2 separate regions of the Sus scrofa genome follow, and region 2 is linked to region 1. Evidence: chromatin contacts called from public HiChIP or PLAC-seq data. All regions are on one chromosome and are shown on one strand. Each heading gives the region's core, a stretch centred on a gene start, on an enhancer-like site or on the middle of the called end of the contact. The rest is flanking DNA. Distances are from core to core; before and after follow the strand shown.

The links. HiChIP or PLAC-seq counts read pairs in DNA pulled down with a chosen protein or histone mark.
Region 2: a contact with region 1 is called in an H3K27ac HiChIP or PLAC-seq map of alveolar macrophages. The contact joins the promoter of UBQLN1 here to the promoter of HNRNPK in region 1. A contact is called at or near these places in 1 of 5 promoter capture datasets (fetal liver), 3 of 47 Hi-C or Micro-C datasets (alveolar macrophages, embryonic fibroblasts and epiblast stem cells) and 2 of 2 datasets of contacts at active chromatin or transcription factors (alveolar macrophages and skeletal muscle).

The regions. Positions count from the first base shown.
Region 1 is chr10:30,970,594-30,978,306 of Sscrofa11.1, forward strand. It overlaps HNRNPK (heterogeneous nuclear ribonucleoprotein K), which reads left to right and starts at 5,100. Exons shown (of 17, transcript NM_001267845.1): 1 at 5,100-5,211; 2 at 7,198-7,271; 3 at 7,382-7,466. The coding sequence starts at 7,409. It overlaps RMI1 (recQ-mediated genome instability protein 1), which reads right to left and starts at 4,956. Exons shown (of 4, transcript XM_005668027.3): 1 at 4,821-4,956.
Region 2 is chr10:31,273,157-31,280,869 of Sscrofa11.1, forward strand. It overlaps UBQLN1 (ubiquilin-1), which reads left to right and starts at 2,760. Exons shown (of 12, transcript XM_021064658.1): 1 at 2,760-3,017; 2 at 3,283-3,902. The coding sequence starts at 3,723. It overlaps LOC110255669 (a long non-coding RNA gene), which reads right to left and starts at 3,390. Exons shown (of 2, transcript XR_002336308.1): 1 at 3,258-3,390; 2 at 1,156-2,534.

The sequences.
Region 1 (7,713 bases), core at 3,850-6,349:
TAGGTTCAAGAGAGTGTTATCATTAAGTACTACTGTTCCTTTTGCTATAACTCTATTAAAATACCACATAAAATAATTTTTAATTTTTTAAATACTACAAACTGGTATTTTAAGGCTTATATTCATGTATTTTTAAAATTTTGGGTTTTTTTTTTTTTTTTTTTGGTCTTTTTGCTATTTCTTGGGCCACTCCTGCGGCATATGGAGGTTCCCAGGCCAGGGGTCGAATCGGAGATGTAGCTGCCAGCCTGTGTCAGAGCCACAGCAACGCAAGATCTGAGCCGCGTCTGCGACCTACACCACAGCTCACGGCAACGCCGGATTCTTAACCCACTGAGCAAGGGCAGGGATCGAACCTGCAACCTCATGGTTCCTAGTCAGATTCGTTAACCACTGCGTCACGACGGGAACTCCAAATTTTGTTATTTTAAACATGCACTTCCTTGTGTGAGTTGTTGAATATAGCAAGTGACAAAACTCCTTCAGAGGACAGTTGGGATAAATCCTGAGATAGTGCTCAAAGAACCATAGTGAAATTAACGTGTAGCAGCCTTAATGAATAATTCCCTAAATCGGACTAGGAACCATGAGGTCGTGGGTTTGTTTGATCCCTGGCCTCGCTCAGTGGGTTAGGGATCTGGCACTGCCTCAGCTGTGGAGCTGTGGCGTAGGTTGAAGACTCGGCTTGGATCCCGCACTGCTGTGGCTGTGGTATAGGCTGGTAGCTGTAGCTCCAACTGGACCCCTAGCTGGGAACCTCCATATGCTGCAAGTGTGGCCCTACAAAAGGCAAAAATAATAATAATAATAATCCCCTCTAAATATTACCCTCTAGGATGTGAATCTTCACTTCTGGAGCTACATGATGTACTGTAGTTTTATAATAACGTCATAACTAAATGTACATTTGCTACATAGAATTCTTCGCTTAATAGCAAAGTAAGTAAAATGGAGGGCATATTGATCTGAAACATGGCTTAGTCCCCACAACTGTATGTTATAACAATTTAATAAAAAGATGTTTCTATCTCTAATAGGATTTTTTTCCTACAGGTTAAAAAGAAAAGCTTATTCAATTTTTTAATTAAACCAAAAAAGTCTTATCATGTGGGATTATAAAATTTAGACTGGGTTTCAATAACTGAGTGCCTTAAAAATTTAGTAAACTGTATTACTTCCATCTACTTTTTCAAGAGAATTCTAAGGTTTTCATTCCTCCCTTACTTGAGAAATTAGGTAACCACAGTCACTCAGAGGGGAGGTATGATCCAGAGCAGCACAACTTCCCTTTTGCTCACACATAAGAAATAGACCCTGATCCTGAAGAACATCATTGTTCTGGAGGTCCCATTGTAGCACAGTGGGTTAAGAGTCTGACTGCAGCAGCTCAAGGTCACTGAGGGGGTACAGGTTCAATCCCCAGCCCTGTGAAGTGGGTTAAAGGATCCAGCATTGCCACAGATGCTGCACAGGTCAAAGCTGTAGCTCAGATTCAATCCCTGGCAATGGGGGGCATATGCCACAGGTGCAGCCATAAAATAAAATAAAAAATAAAAAGACCATCACTGTTCAAGAAAAAAAAAAAGGGATAAAGCATGTATTGTTTAAATTGTACATTAAGAAATGTTTGAATCATGATTCATTTATTTTTAAAACTTAATCTTAATAAAACAATCAAAAATGAAGACAAAGATTTATGTGCCAGAGTATTTATCACTACAGTTTTACAGTGTGGAGAAAAAAACAGAAACAATCTAAATGCTCAACAGAAAAAAAATTAAACACTTTGGATCCATGAAATGGAAGGTTATAGTCTTTAAAAAAAAATTTAAGGATTATTTAATGACACGAAAATATGTTCATATTTTATTTTGTTAGGAAAAAAGGCCAAACATAAAACTATATATATCTAGATTCTGAAAAAGAATGGATGTTGTGTATACGATTAACTGAATCACTTTGTTGTGAAATTATAACATTGTAAATTCAACAAGACTTTTAAAAAATGAAAAAAAGTAAAACTACATACATCTTAATCTCAATTAATTTTACAATCATGAAAAAAAGTTTTTTTAAAAAATTGATTGACATCTTGTACATGCTAAACTTGGCTGACCAAAATAATCTACATTGCAGATCTTGACCACAGGAATTGAGAAGAAAAGAGGAAAATTCTATCATTCACCATTAAGACTAGGCGAATTTGATTTATAAGCTGATTTTCAGCCAGCCTCACATATTTCAATTTTTTAAAAAACAAAGAGGCAGAAGTACCATCATATTGGACATTGTATAGCTAAGACTTAAAAGTACTAACAAATATTTCTATTATAACCACTCCTTGTTTCTAATGTCTTCATCTGAAAAATAAAGTAAGTCTCTGTTTTAACTCCTTGGGGATGGCTTCAAGGTAACCCCAGAATTTTGAGAAGGCACTCTCTGAAAACTAGAGGGGAAAAAAATTATATTTGTATGACTGGGTGACTTTGCTACACAGCAGAAACTGGCAGAACATTGTAAATCAACTCTAATTTTTAAAATGTATCTTTTTAAAAAATTATATTTAATGACTGAAATCAGAAAGAAGTAACTAGTGGAGCTGTTTGTGGATCCTCCATAACCTAATGTAAGGAAAAAACAGAACAGGTTTAGGAGTCTGAATCCCATCTCCGTTATGTGACCTTAGACATGTTCCTTAACTTCTCTCAGTCTTAACTGCCTTGTCAGTAAAACAGAGATATTGACAATTTACTTGAAGGACTGTAGTAAGCATTAAGCTGCCCGAACAAGGTCTGGTATAGAGAGCAGAAAGTGGCAGTTATAAAACCGTAAATAATCATCCGCCTGGCTAGTGTACTATCTCAGTTATATTAGTTTATCTGAAGTAAATCCCACAGCTAATTTAGAGCTAATACCAGTTCTAAATTCATTGGGAGGGTCCAAATAATAATACAATTAACTACACAAGACAGGATCTCATAAGGTATCAATCAAGTTAGCAAGTCCTTGAATAACTATAGACACAACATAGTTTGGCTGAAAACAATAGAGGATGAAAGGATGGTGGAAAGACTTTCCTCAAGCTACCAAGTCCTTGAATGAAGCAAGTAGAATATAGTTTGGTTGAAAATAGAGGAAGAAAAGACAGTGAGAAAACAGACTTTCCTGTTGTTTAAATAGTAAACCTAGAAAACAAATGAAAAGAGGTAAGGAAGAAAACAAGTAGGAAAAAAGAAAATCTGACAATGGCATCTGGAAAAGAGGAATAAGAGTTAGGGAACAGTCATGAGTGAAACTGGGAAGGAGTTCTTAGACCTACTTGCTTTGCATTCCTGCCCATCACTCACCACTGTTTATCAAGTCAAAAAATTATGGCTGCAACAGAAATACTAGCTTGAAAGAAAGCATTATTGATACAGTACCCTTATATGTACCTGTTTATGTTAATGAAAGTCCCGGGTTTTAAATGACAGATTCAATTAAATGCTGCAAATCCTAACTAGATTAAATCTCTATAATCCAAGTAGCCCCAGCCCCTTCATACACTCAGTCAATTCTTGGTTGAACATTAAACATCTGAACCATATATTATAAAACCAAACTCGAGTTAAGTTTTACCTCCCCACAAGACTATAGTATTTTTCATGGCGGGGGCCATTACAAAAATTATACTGCGACTCAAAGAACCTTTTATTAACTCCACAATCCCAGACACTATGTACTAACAGTATTTAACTATCCTCCCAGCCAGCAAATGTTGGTGTTCAGATCGCCTTAAAAAGTTTCTTCCTAATCAAACAAGTAAGATACTAGATGGCTGATCACAGCCACTTTAAAAAGAGGCTAGTTACACCTAATTTGCAAATTCTTCAAGAGGGAAATCAAGTTACAACGGAATGAATCAGCACAAATTCATCATGACCAAAATATATATATATGTGTGTGTGTGTGTGTATTCAGCTTCACACGTAAATTATAGCATTTTTGCACTTACACATGAATTTGAGGTTGTGGGTGAGAGCCGGCGGGTTAAGTCAGGATGTGGATACTGGGTACTACCGGCAATTTTCCAGGTTTGTCACCGATTCAGAGTGACCTTAAGTGCCTTAACAAAGGAAATCATCACAGACAGACACAGGGGCCTTAGAAGTAACCAAACACAAAGCAAGTATAAAATGAATAAGCTAGGTCGATAATACATCTGAGGGCGAAGGTTTTGGTCTGTTTTAATCACTGCCGAATACCCTGACACAAGACGAGTGCTTGAAGGAGGTGGGTGAACTTTGGAAAGCGGATGTCTACAACACAATTTGCGATTTGCATTCATTGTAGGAAATGAAAGTAATACTTCCAGAAATTTTTCACACATAACTGCAGCAACGATACTACAAAATATACGTATCATAGGCCTCATGAACAAGAAAAGAAAGCGAAAAAAGAAAGGGAAAACAGAAAAAGAAAAGCTGTCGTCCGGACCAAGAGACCCTGGGCTCTCCGAAGGTGAACAGATTCAGGGCCGGAAGAGAAGGGGACAAGTTCTCCAGGACACCGGGGCTCGCCCGCCACGGCCTGGAGGGACGGCCTGCGTTTCCTGGAGTCTCGCCCAAGGCGCCGGCAGGCAGCAGGCCGAGCCCCGCGGCCCGTTACAGGCAGCGAGTTACCGCGGCTGGGGCCGGGCCGTTGGACGGGCTGCACTTACCGACGCGCAGCTCGCCCTGAAGCCCCGCAGACCGGGAGGGAAGGGAATACCGGGGAGAGAGGGAGGGAGGCGCGAATGTAGACTGTGGAAACAAGGGCACTTGTCTGGGCCTAGCACCGACCTGGGCGTCCCGACTTCCCTCGAGCAACAGCGGCTGCCGGGCCGCTCGACTTGAGAGAGCAGGAACCGCTACGCCGCGCGCCCTAATCCTTTTTAGCTCGTTCCCGCCAGATTTGCCGCGCAGTCATGCCCCTCCTCCCAACCCAGAAAACTCCTCCCGGCCGCGAAGACGCCCCTTCTCCCGCCCCCTCCCTGTGAGCGTGAACGAGACAGCCTTTAGTTCTCGCGAGAGGCTACCCCCCCCCGCCCCTTTCCCCCACAGCTAGTGAGTGCGCGAACGAGAAAGGAGGAGGGCGCTCCAGGCGAAAGCTCTGCAGACGCCATTATCCTCTGTTTCTTCGCTGCACCAACCTCGAAGTCTTGTCTACGTCCCGCTTATTTGCGGCCTAGAGGTAATTAGGGTTGTAAGGGCTTGGGTGTTACGGGCTCGGGCAGGGTTTGGCCTCCCCAAAGGCTGTGTTGACTTTTTCCAAGTCTGGTTTTTCTCGGGCCCTTAGCGGCCTTAGCCTGAAGGGAGGCGCCGGCGGGGGGCGGGGTTGTCGCCTCCTCCGGCGCCTTGATTGACGCGGCCTTCGGCCAATCATTTCGCCCTCGCGCCACCGCTGTAGCCGGGGCAGCCAATCGGGCACAGCGGCGGGGTAGGGGAGCGCGGGGAGGCGGGGGAGGGCGGCGGGGCCTGCGCTCGTTCTCTGTCTAGCTGTGACCGGCTGAGGCGGCGCGGCGGCACAGGGACGGTAGTTTTGCCTAGTAAGGAGTCGGGCTGGGCGAGCGGCGCGTGGGGGCGAGCGCCGGAGACCAATATCTCCACTTGAGGGAGGCTTTGGGGGCTGCTTAGTGGTTGGCGGGTTCTGGGGGGGGGAACGTTGCCGGGCTTCCCCTCCCCCCTCCCCCTCCGCCATTTCCCTGAGAGCGTATATCCGCAGTCCGCGTTGTGGTGTTGGCGGCTTCGAGGAATCGCAGGGCTGGTACCGGTGGCATGAGCTGTAGTTCTGGAGTCTTGGGAACTAGGCACGTTGTGCAGGGAAGAGGAGGGGCCGGCGGGTGGGCCCCGAGGGCGGTAGAGAACGCCGCCGCTCTCTTTGTGTGGGTCCCGCCGCACTTGGGCGCTCCCGGCCCGAGCCTGGAGCGGGAGCGGAAGAGCTGGAATGGTCCCGGCTGCCTCCGTTGCTTTGTCTCTCCCGCGGAGGGGGGGAGGGTGCGGGGGATGAGGTCTCGGGACCGCGTGGTGGGTGGGGGAGGGGGGTCCGCGCTCGGCTCCGCCTAGTAGCACGTAGTCGCCATTACGCGGGCCGCCATTTCCTGTCGGATCCGGGTGAGGAGAGGTGCGGAGCTGGTGCTCCCGCCTCGGGAGCTTTTCCAACTCCTGTTGCCTGGCCGTTGCCGACACCGGTATCGGGCGTTGGGGCGAGGAGGGCAAGTTTGAGCTCGGCGGGTCACGCACATACTTGGCGATTTTTCGCGGTCTGAGAGAGGGTGTCTAAAGGACCCGAAGGATATTTATTTATCCTTGCAAACAGCTTGGTATTGGTTTTTAACCTCTTTTATCCAGATCTGCCACCTCACGTCAGTGTTTAACCGAGTGGTGGGCCAGAAGGTTAGCGTTTTTGTTTTTTTTTTTTTTTTTCAGTTAGTGTTTGGACGGGTGGAAGGCATAAATGTTGCCTTGACTTTGAGCTCTAAGCTGTTTGGCTATATTCTGGCGAGGGCCACGAGTCGCCTCCTTCTACCAGTCTTGAGAGAGGAGCTAAAAGCAATTACATCACCAGCCTGGTATTGAAGATGTGGTTGTTAGGTTACACCCGCTTTTAATGTAATTTTAAAATATCCCGCTAGTGATGGTATTGGTGTTCAAGGGTTCTGTTGGATGGTTAAGTAGTACTGGCAGTTTCGGGTTTTGCTTGTATCAACTTTGCAGACTTAATTATTGCTCCAATGGATTGACTTGACGGTTGGATATGGTTTGAATTTGGCTTTATGTTTGTAAATTTTAAAGATTTCGGAGATAGCATTTCAAGTCAACAAAGGAAAGAAACCCAAAAGCGATTTTAAATTCCAGTATAAAAATAATCCTTCCATAAATTTATACTTCCCAGAACACAGGCTCAGAAGCTCATATGCCTTACATGCTTCTCTGGCTTTCTTTGTCATATAAAATAACTAGTTGCTGTGGAAGGACTTGATCCAATGGCTTAAAATTAGTGTTAATTTTTAACAAAATCAGATGATGGTCTTTTGTTTTTTGAGGCAGTTATTGTGAGGTTTAAGACCCTAAAACAAACACGTTTTAAAAACAGCTCTTTGGGTCGTTGTGTTCAAATTAACATTCATCAGTACTTAGTAACCGAAAAGGGAAAGCTGATTCGTGTTGGTTTTTATAGGCTACTGCAGCACCATAGTGTCAGTTGGTCCCGCCCAGAACACTTCAGTTCTGCTCTGCAAGGATATATAACTGGTACGTTCTGGAAGTAGAATCATTTCTTTGCTTTAAAAAAAAAAAAAAATTAATTAGGGGCACAGCTTACTTTCCAGTAAGCCAAATGTACTGTTCTCTATTTTTCACAGATTGGTGTGTCCATTTAATACAAGAAAATGGAAACGGAACAACCGGAGGAAACCTTTCCCAACACTGAAACCAATGGCGAATTTGGTGAGAGAACGTTTTACTGTTTAGATTTTCTTTTTTTTTTTTTGGTCCTGTTAGCTTCATTATATTACTTTAATTTGAGATCCTTATCAGTTCTGTTTTGGAGTTTATTTATGAACTAGAAGTAACTTGTTTGCGTAGGTAACTAAATTTATTTTTTAAGACAGTAAATATTAAAATGTTGCATTTTGAAATTGCTGTTTTGTTGTGTTAAAATATATTTAGAAATATTGGAGCTGGAGAGTGCTTC
Region 2 (7,713 bases), core at 1,510-4,009, 300 kb after region 1:
GAAGTTGGAATATTGGGACTTATAAAAAAAGACATGTCCAGTTAGAGCTGCTCACATTGTCTTGTGAGAACTGAATGGTAAAATTTCAGCAGTTTTGTGAGCAACGACCTCAAGTTTGTAGCTTGAGATTGGCCATTTTGTAAGTAGCATTATATCAAGGAAACTGGCACATGCTAAAAAAATCAAAGCTTGCTTTCTTGAGTGTTTATTAAATACTTATTGGCATGGTACTGAGGCAGGAGGTAGATGGGCTCTAGGATAGAAATTTGCAACTAGCCTCTTATTTACACTTCTTGAAGCAGAAGATAGATGGGCTCCAGGACAAACATTTACAACCAGCCACCTATCTATATTTCAAGATAGAAATAACAACAGGAACAAGGCAAATAACTGGTACTTGTCTTCTGAGAACTTGTTAAACAATGATAATGACAGGATCAGAAGAGGGGCTAATAATCCCTGCTTGATCAAAAGACCAAGAAGTCACATTCTTCCCGTCCTTGGGGCCAGGGAGACCCCAACTATACATGCACAGAGAGACCCTTCTGGGTCAGAAAGGGAGGGTATGCCAGGTCATAATAAGTCAAGAGAACCTCTCCACCATGCTTTGCTTTGGACTCCACTTTGTCCAAAAGATGTGCATGGAGATCAGGGAGGGCTCTGGGTCAGGTCAAGTGTAAAAGGTAAAACAAGGTAATTGCCAAAGGAAGACAAAGACCTGGAAGAACTGTTCTATATAAGTGACTTACTTTAATAATGCTATATTATACCTGCACCCTCACTCCTTTGGGCGTGTATTACCACTTTACTTCTGCCTTAGATAAACAAATTCTCTGTGTGCTCTCCCACACACTGTACTGTGTTTCCAACAATAAACTTTATACCTATTTTTTACAATCTTTGCCTTCTTGAAACATTCTTGCTTTCGACAGGGGGCAAGAAAGAGGGCAATTCTGCTTTAAGCCTCTAGCTACTCTGGTGGCTAGGATTCCTGGTCTTCACTCAGGCTGCCCAGGTTCAATTCCTGAGCAGAGAATTAAGGTCTCACTTCAAGCCATCACCCACTGCTGTCTCTCTGAAATGAGTACTGGGAGACTCCTCACTCCATCTCCTCCTACCCATTACCCATCCCATCCAACTTCCTTTCTTTCTCTGTTTTTTTTTTTTTTTTTTTTTTTTTTTTTTGCCATGTCCCCAGAAAGCAGAAGTTCCTGAGCTAGGGATTGAACCCGTGCCACAGCAGTGACAATGCAGGAACTCCCTTGCCTCTTTTTTGAGGGCAGACACTGACTCTTATTTTCCTCTGTATCCTCAACATAGTATTTGGACATTAATGTGCTCAATTAATGTTTGTAAAATGAATGACATATGCTCTTGAAATTTTTTTTTTTTCTTTTTAGGAGCACACCCGAGGCATATGGATGTTCCCAGGCTAGGAGTCTAATTGGAGCTACAGGTGCCAGTCACAGCCACGACCACAGCAATGCCAGATCCCTAACACGCTGAGCGAGGGCAGGGATTGAACCTCCAACCTCACGGTCCTTAGTCAGATTCGTTTCTGCTGTGCCACGACAGGACCTCCAGCTCTTATATTTGTTTCACCAATCATTTAACAAACAAAAATTGTTCAAAAGAATATGCCTCAGACACCCTGTGGCCAAATCAGATCCTAGGCCTGTTTTTGTAAGTAGTTTTACCAGGACACAGGGAGGCTTAGTTACCCATACACTGTCTGCAGTTGTTCTTTGTTACAAGCACAGAGCTGAGTATTTGAGATGGAAAATGTATGGTCCACAAAGCCCGATACAGCTACTATCTAGTCTTTCGATGGTTTCTTACAAGGTAGAGTTGTATCCAAAAAGGGCTCTAATGAATTACTTAACTACATAGTCTTACAGATAAATTCTATTACTCCATAAATTGAGCATAGTCATCAGAATTTTTGTAGAAATTGATGTAGATATAAATAATTACAGAGAAATTTTTCCTAAGTGTAGGGTTAGAGATAAATGATTGGTTTTCCAATGGCAGAACTTTCCACCTTGACAAGTAATGATTACCTCACATCCAGACACAAACAAACAGTCATCTTCTAGCAGAGAGCCTTGTGTAACTTCTTCATGCTATTATTGAACAAGCTGCCAGGAATGTAGCTGATATCAGATGATGCCTATGTTGCAATTTACACTTTGAGAGCTCCTCTTAGACCGAGATTCCAAAGGAGCTCTGCTAAAAAGTGGTCTTCATGTAAGAGTACTTATAACCAGAACAGAGTTGGATGGCTTAAGAACAGAAATACAGTACGTATCCTTGCATATTTGGATCATGGTGGGGTGTCAGAGTTTACACTTGTGCAATACTGGTTAATAAAGTTCATGTCCTGTGTTGTACATTCCTTTGCAAGTCATCTTCAAAGGCAGATGATAAGTTCATTTCAAATTTAGAATTCTTTAGAGGGAAATTAACTTACTGTTTCTTATTTGTACCCATGTTTCATTGAATATAATCTTCGAAACTTTAATGCCACTTGAAGTCTGAAATGAAGCAGTAACTTAATTTGAAAGAATATAAAATGAACACCTGAGCTTCATTAAATTGTCCCAGTTGGGTGGGCACTTCTTGGGTACTCTGCTTGTGCCACAAACATTTGGGGGGATAGTATTCAGAGAACTCCAGGATGCACTAGCAGGGTTGTCAACGCAGGAGAGGCCACTGTCAACACAGGTGGCCTGATCACCTGACCAAACGGGACTGACCCGAGGGTGGGAAGCTCTGGCCATGGAGCAGTGACTCCGCGAAACTGCGCAAGGTGGCTACAGGCATGTACTCCATTTTCCTTTTCTTAGGACGAGGATTTTTTTCCTCCATTAATTCATAATTCAACTCTCGCGCACCGGGCTATAAGAGCAAGTGTTTTAAAGCTTCCAAGTGGGTAAGAATCAAGCACATTTAAAATCAACGAAACACCTTGCGGGCATTTGTTCTAGACCCTCCTCGCAGCAGGCTACGCAAAGCAGGTACGGGAGCTAAGGGGGTGCGCACCGCCACCGGGGGGAGGGGGGGTGTAAGGTGAGGGGGTTGGGGAAACTACCTGGCCCACCAGCGCGCACGCGCATCTCCAGCCGCAGCGCCCAGTGGTCGATACCCCTTTCCAGTACTTTCGCTAGCCGTGACGTCATCCCTCTGCGCCCTTTCTGTCTCCCCGAGAACACGCGAGTTTATTTTTTGGTGAAAGGGGTAAAAAGAAATGAACTGACCTCTTCTACCCCACTTTGTTTTTAGTCCTTCATTCTGAACGCGCCTACGCTTTGAGCAATGGAGCAGGAAAGGGCAAAAAAGCCAGCCAGAGTCCCAAGCGGCGCCGGCCTGGCATGACTCGGCTACGTCTCCAGCCGCGTTACCCGGCGTGCCCCGCGCGGCGCCGGCAGAGGGACGTGGGGGGGAGGGGCGGGGAGGAGGAAGCGGCGGCGGCGGCTGCGGATGTCGCTGTGAGCGAGCGGCATCTGAACACACGGCGGCTGCCGAGCGCCCAACCCGGGCCTGCGCCGGGGTCCACGCCAAGCTTCGCGGCCCCTCGCCCGCTAGGACAGCCCTGCGCCCGTTGTCACCGAGGCAGCGTGCCCCACATTCTCCGCTGCCCAGGCCGGCCGGCTCTGGCGTCGCCTGGCTCCCCCTCGTTCGCCCGCTCCCTCCTGCGCGCCTGAGTCACCGCCGTCGCCGCCATGGCCGAGAATGGTGAAAGCGGCAGCCCTCCGAGCTCCCAGGACAGCGCCGCCGCGGCCGAAGGTGCCGGCGCCCCCGCGGCCGCTGCCTCCGCCGAGCCCAAGATCATGAAAGTCACCGTGAAGACCCCGAAGGAGAAGGAGGAGTTCGCAGTGCCGGAGAATAGCTCAGTCCAGCAGGTGAGGGCCGCCCTAGGCTCGGGGCGTAGTGGGGATGGCGGCAGGACCTCCGCCCGCCGTGGGAGGAGACGGTTTTGCAAGGGTTTGGCGGTGGTGGGGGTCGTCCCCGGAGGTGCCCTCATCCTTTCTCCCGCGTCTCATCCCAAATTCGATCACACCCAAGTTCGTGGGTTTGCTCCTGGGGGCATCGCAGGTTTGTGGCGGGGGCCGCGCGGCCTTTTTGGGGGATGAACAGATGCTGCTTCTCTCGGCTCCTTCTTCGGGCGTCCACAGACCCCCAGCCTCCTCCTCCAGCTCCCCGCCCCCAGCCGCCTCCTTCTGGCTCCTCACAAAGGAAAGGGACCCGCCGCCTGGCTCCGGGCGGGGTGGAGTCTGGGTTAGGGTTCGCCTTAGCCTAGTCTGCGATTTTGTCTCGTGAAAAAAAAAAAAGGGGATGCTCATTGTTTTACCTGCCTACAGGTTAAGGTGGATTGGGGGATGACGAGCACGTGTACATTTGGTTCTGCGTTTTGAGTGCTGAAAATTTTCCCATCTTCCAATCTTTAAAGAAAAAATTAACTATGACGTAGAAATTGTTTTCAGCCATATCTTAAGTGCTAGTACTAGGCTTAAACAGAAGAGGGGATGACTTTCATTGACGATTTGCTGGTCTTTTTTTAAAGTGTATTTGTCATCGCTTAGATGCCAATCATTGGGGAGGTTTTTTGTTTGATTTTAGTGGGAGAACTGCGTTATTCAGATATTAGCGTATGCAGTCGGATAACAACGAAATTGGAGTTAATGGAGAACATGCAAATATGCTACTTAAAATCTGTTCAGGAATACAAATCCCGCAGTTAATAGTCTTGAGGAATTTAACACATTGTTTTAGCTTATTGAATATACGTCTCAGGATATTTTCTACAATTATTGAGTTGATCTCAGCGTGAACAGTTTATGAAGAAGCAAAAATTACTGAAACGTACTTGTGAATGTCCCTAGGAACAATAAATGATTAGGGCATTTGTATATATAATTCTGAAAGGTGTTGTGTTTTGTCAAGTAGTAAGTAGAGTGTGTAGCATCAAGTGAGAAACTTTGACCACCTATTGAATCACCATATTTTTTTCCCTCAATATAACTATAAAAAATTTCCTTAACGTTTTTATGTTTTCTAGCATACAGGGAAATTGAAATAATTGTGCAGTGAACACCATGTGTCCATTGCCTACAGTTAGTATCTAGCTTTATTTGCTCTGTCATACAATTAATTTTATTTTTTCGGATGCATTTCAGGGTAAGTTTTAAGCATTAGTACATGTTACTCTTAAAAAGCACTTTAGTAATGTGCCTATCATTAACCTGAATTCATTTTTTTAACCTAAATTTTTTTTAGTTAAATTTGACTTGCGGTGAAGCGCACAATTGCCATTCCATGAGTTTTCCCACGTACATACACCTGTGTAATCCGAAGCCTTATCAAGTTGTAGAACTTTATAATTGACTAGGAAATTTCCCCCTTGCCCTTTCCCAGTCAGTTCAGTGACTCTCCTCCGTTAACCACTGTTTTGATTTCTTCCATGGATTCATTTTGCTTTTTCTAGAATTTCACATAAGTGGGATTATTGGGTATGTACTCTGAGTAAGGCTTTTTCTTTCAGCTTAGTGTTTTTGAGACTCCTTGTGTATCATCAGCAGTTCCTTTTCATTGCTATGATTCTTACTTTGTATGGATATACCACCGTAATCTGTTTATTTTCCAGTTGAGGGTCACCTGGGCTGTTTCCAGTTAGTTGCTATGAACATTCTTGTATAAATCTTTTGATTGGACAGGTGCTTGTATCTTTCATGTTAAATGCTTAGAAGTGGAATGACTGGGTCATAGGGTAGCTGTAGGTTTAGTTTCACAGGGAACTATGTTTTTAAAAAATGCTTGTGCTCTTTTACGGTCCTACTGATAGTGCGTCGGAGTTCCTGTTGCTCCACATTCCCACTAACATTTGATAATATCAGTCTTTTTTATTTTAGTTATTGTAGCAAGAGACCTACAAAAGGATAATATTGAAGGCTTAGACTGTATCAGGCAAATTCTGTTTTCTGTAATTTAAAATCTATTTCACTGTTTCTGTGTAATGTAAATTTTCTTAATACATTATTCTGAAAAAGTATACCTCCAGAAGGCTGTTGTTTGTGTGTGAATGATTAAAGTTAGTGCAGAGAATGGAAGGGTGCTTCCATATACTAGCTTTTAATTAGCTTGTTCTAGGATTTTGTAGCTCTCTAGATTATAAGATTTTGAAATACAGTTCCCTAAAATATTCAGGCAGTGTATGTCACTTGAATTTTTTAGAAAATATTAGTGTACTTAAACATAATGTGAATATTGTACTGAGTAGAATTGAACCTTTTCTTAAGGGAAATTACAACACCTCAGTATCATTATCACAAACATCATTTAAAATTGTATTTTATAGTGTAGATCTAGAATGCCTCTCCACTGTGGTGCCTTCAGCCACATCTGTCTCTTGAGCACTCAAGATGTGGTTGGACTGATTAGAAAGGTCCTAGAGGGGTAAAATACACACCACATTTTGAAAACTTGTGACTGGTTTCTTTTGCTTAGCATAATGTTTTTAAGGATCATCTTAAGTTGTAGACATGTACATCCTTTTTATTGCTAAATAATATTCCAGTGTATGGGTATATATCACATTTGATTTCTCCATTTTTCTGTTGATGGACATTTGGTTTGTTTCTACTTTTCGATCGTTATAAATAATGCCTATGTGAGTACTTACACAAGTTTTTTGTGGATATAGCGTTTTCATGTTTCTTTTACATATGCCTACTAGTAGAATTACTGAGTCGTGATAGTTCGTGTTTAACTTTTTGAGGAATTGCCAAACTCTTTTCCAAAGTGGCCGTTTTTATTCTCACCAGCAGTACACGATGATTCCAGTTACTCTCCATTTTCTGATGTCTGTCTTTGATTGCAGCCTTCCTAGTTGTATGAAATAGTATCTCACTGTGATTACTCTGCTTTCTATTACTCAAGCAGCAGTTCTCAATACAGTCTGGAGGTCCCCAGAGCTCTTCCAGAAGGGTCATGATATCAGAAGTACTTTCATAATAGTTCTGAGGTATTATTTGTGTTTTTCACTCTAATTTTCTCAAAAACAAAACACCCACTTTGAGAATCTAAGAAGTGAGATATCTAGACAGATGTGAAAATCCGGTTGTCTTCTATTGTGAGACTAAATAAATTGCAAAAATTTAAAACGGTGCTGTTTATGAAAATAGTTAATTTTTCATTAAAAAGTTGTTTCTATTGACAGTAATGAGTTCATTATCCTAAAATGAATATTTTTTAAGATTTCTGTTTTAAAATTTTGTGTATCAATAGATATAGAGAGTTCCCATTATGGCTAAGCAGGTTAAGAACCCAACTCAGTGTCTGTGAGGATGTGGGTTTAATCCCTGGCCTCGCTCGATGGGTTAAGGATCTGGTGTTGCCACAAGCTGCTGTGGGGTCAGAGATGTGGCTTGGATCCTGCATTGCTGTGGCTGTGGCTAGGCTGGCAGCTGCAGCTCCAGTTTGACCCTTAGCCTGGAACTTCCATATACCACAGGTGTGGCCCTAAAAAGGGAGAAAAATAGATATAGCCTGCATAAAAACAAACAAACAAAAACCTCTTTGGGGTTTCAAATTTGTAAGAGTGCTGTTCTGAGATGAAAAATTGCTGCAGTGGAGTATTTAGTAGATACTTTCAAGATTGAGGATTGACTTCACTAAGTTGTCATTATCTCTTGTCTAGAAACTGATAGCCTACTG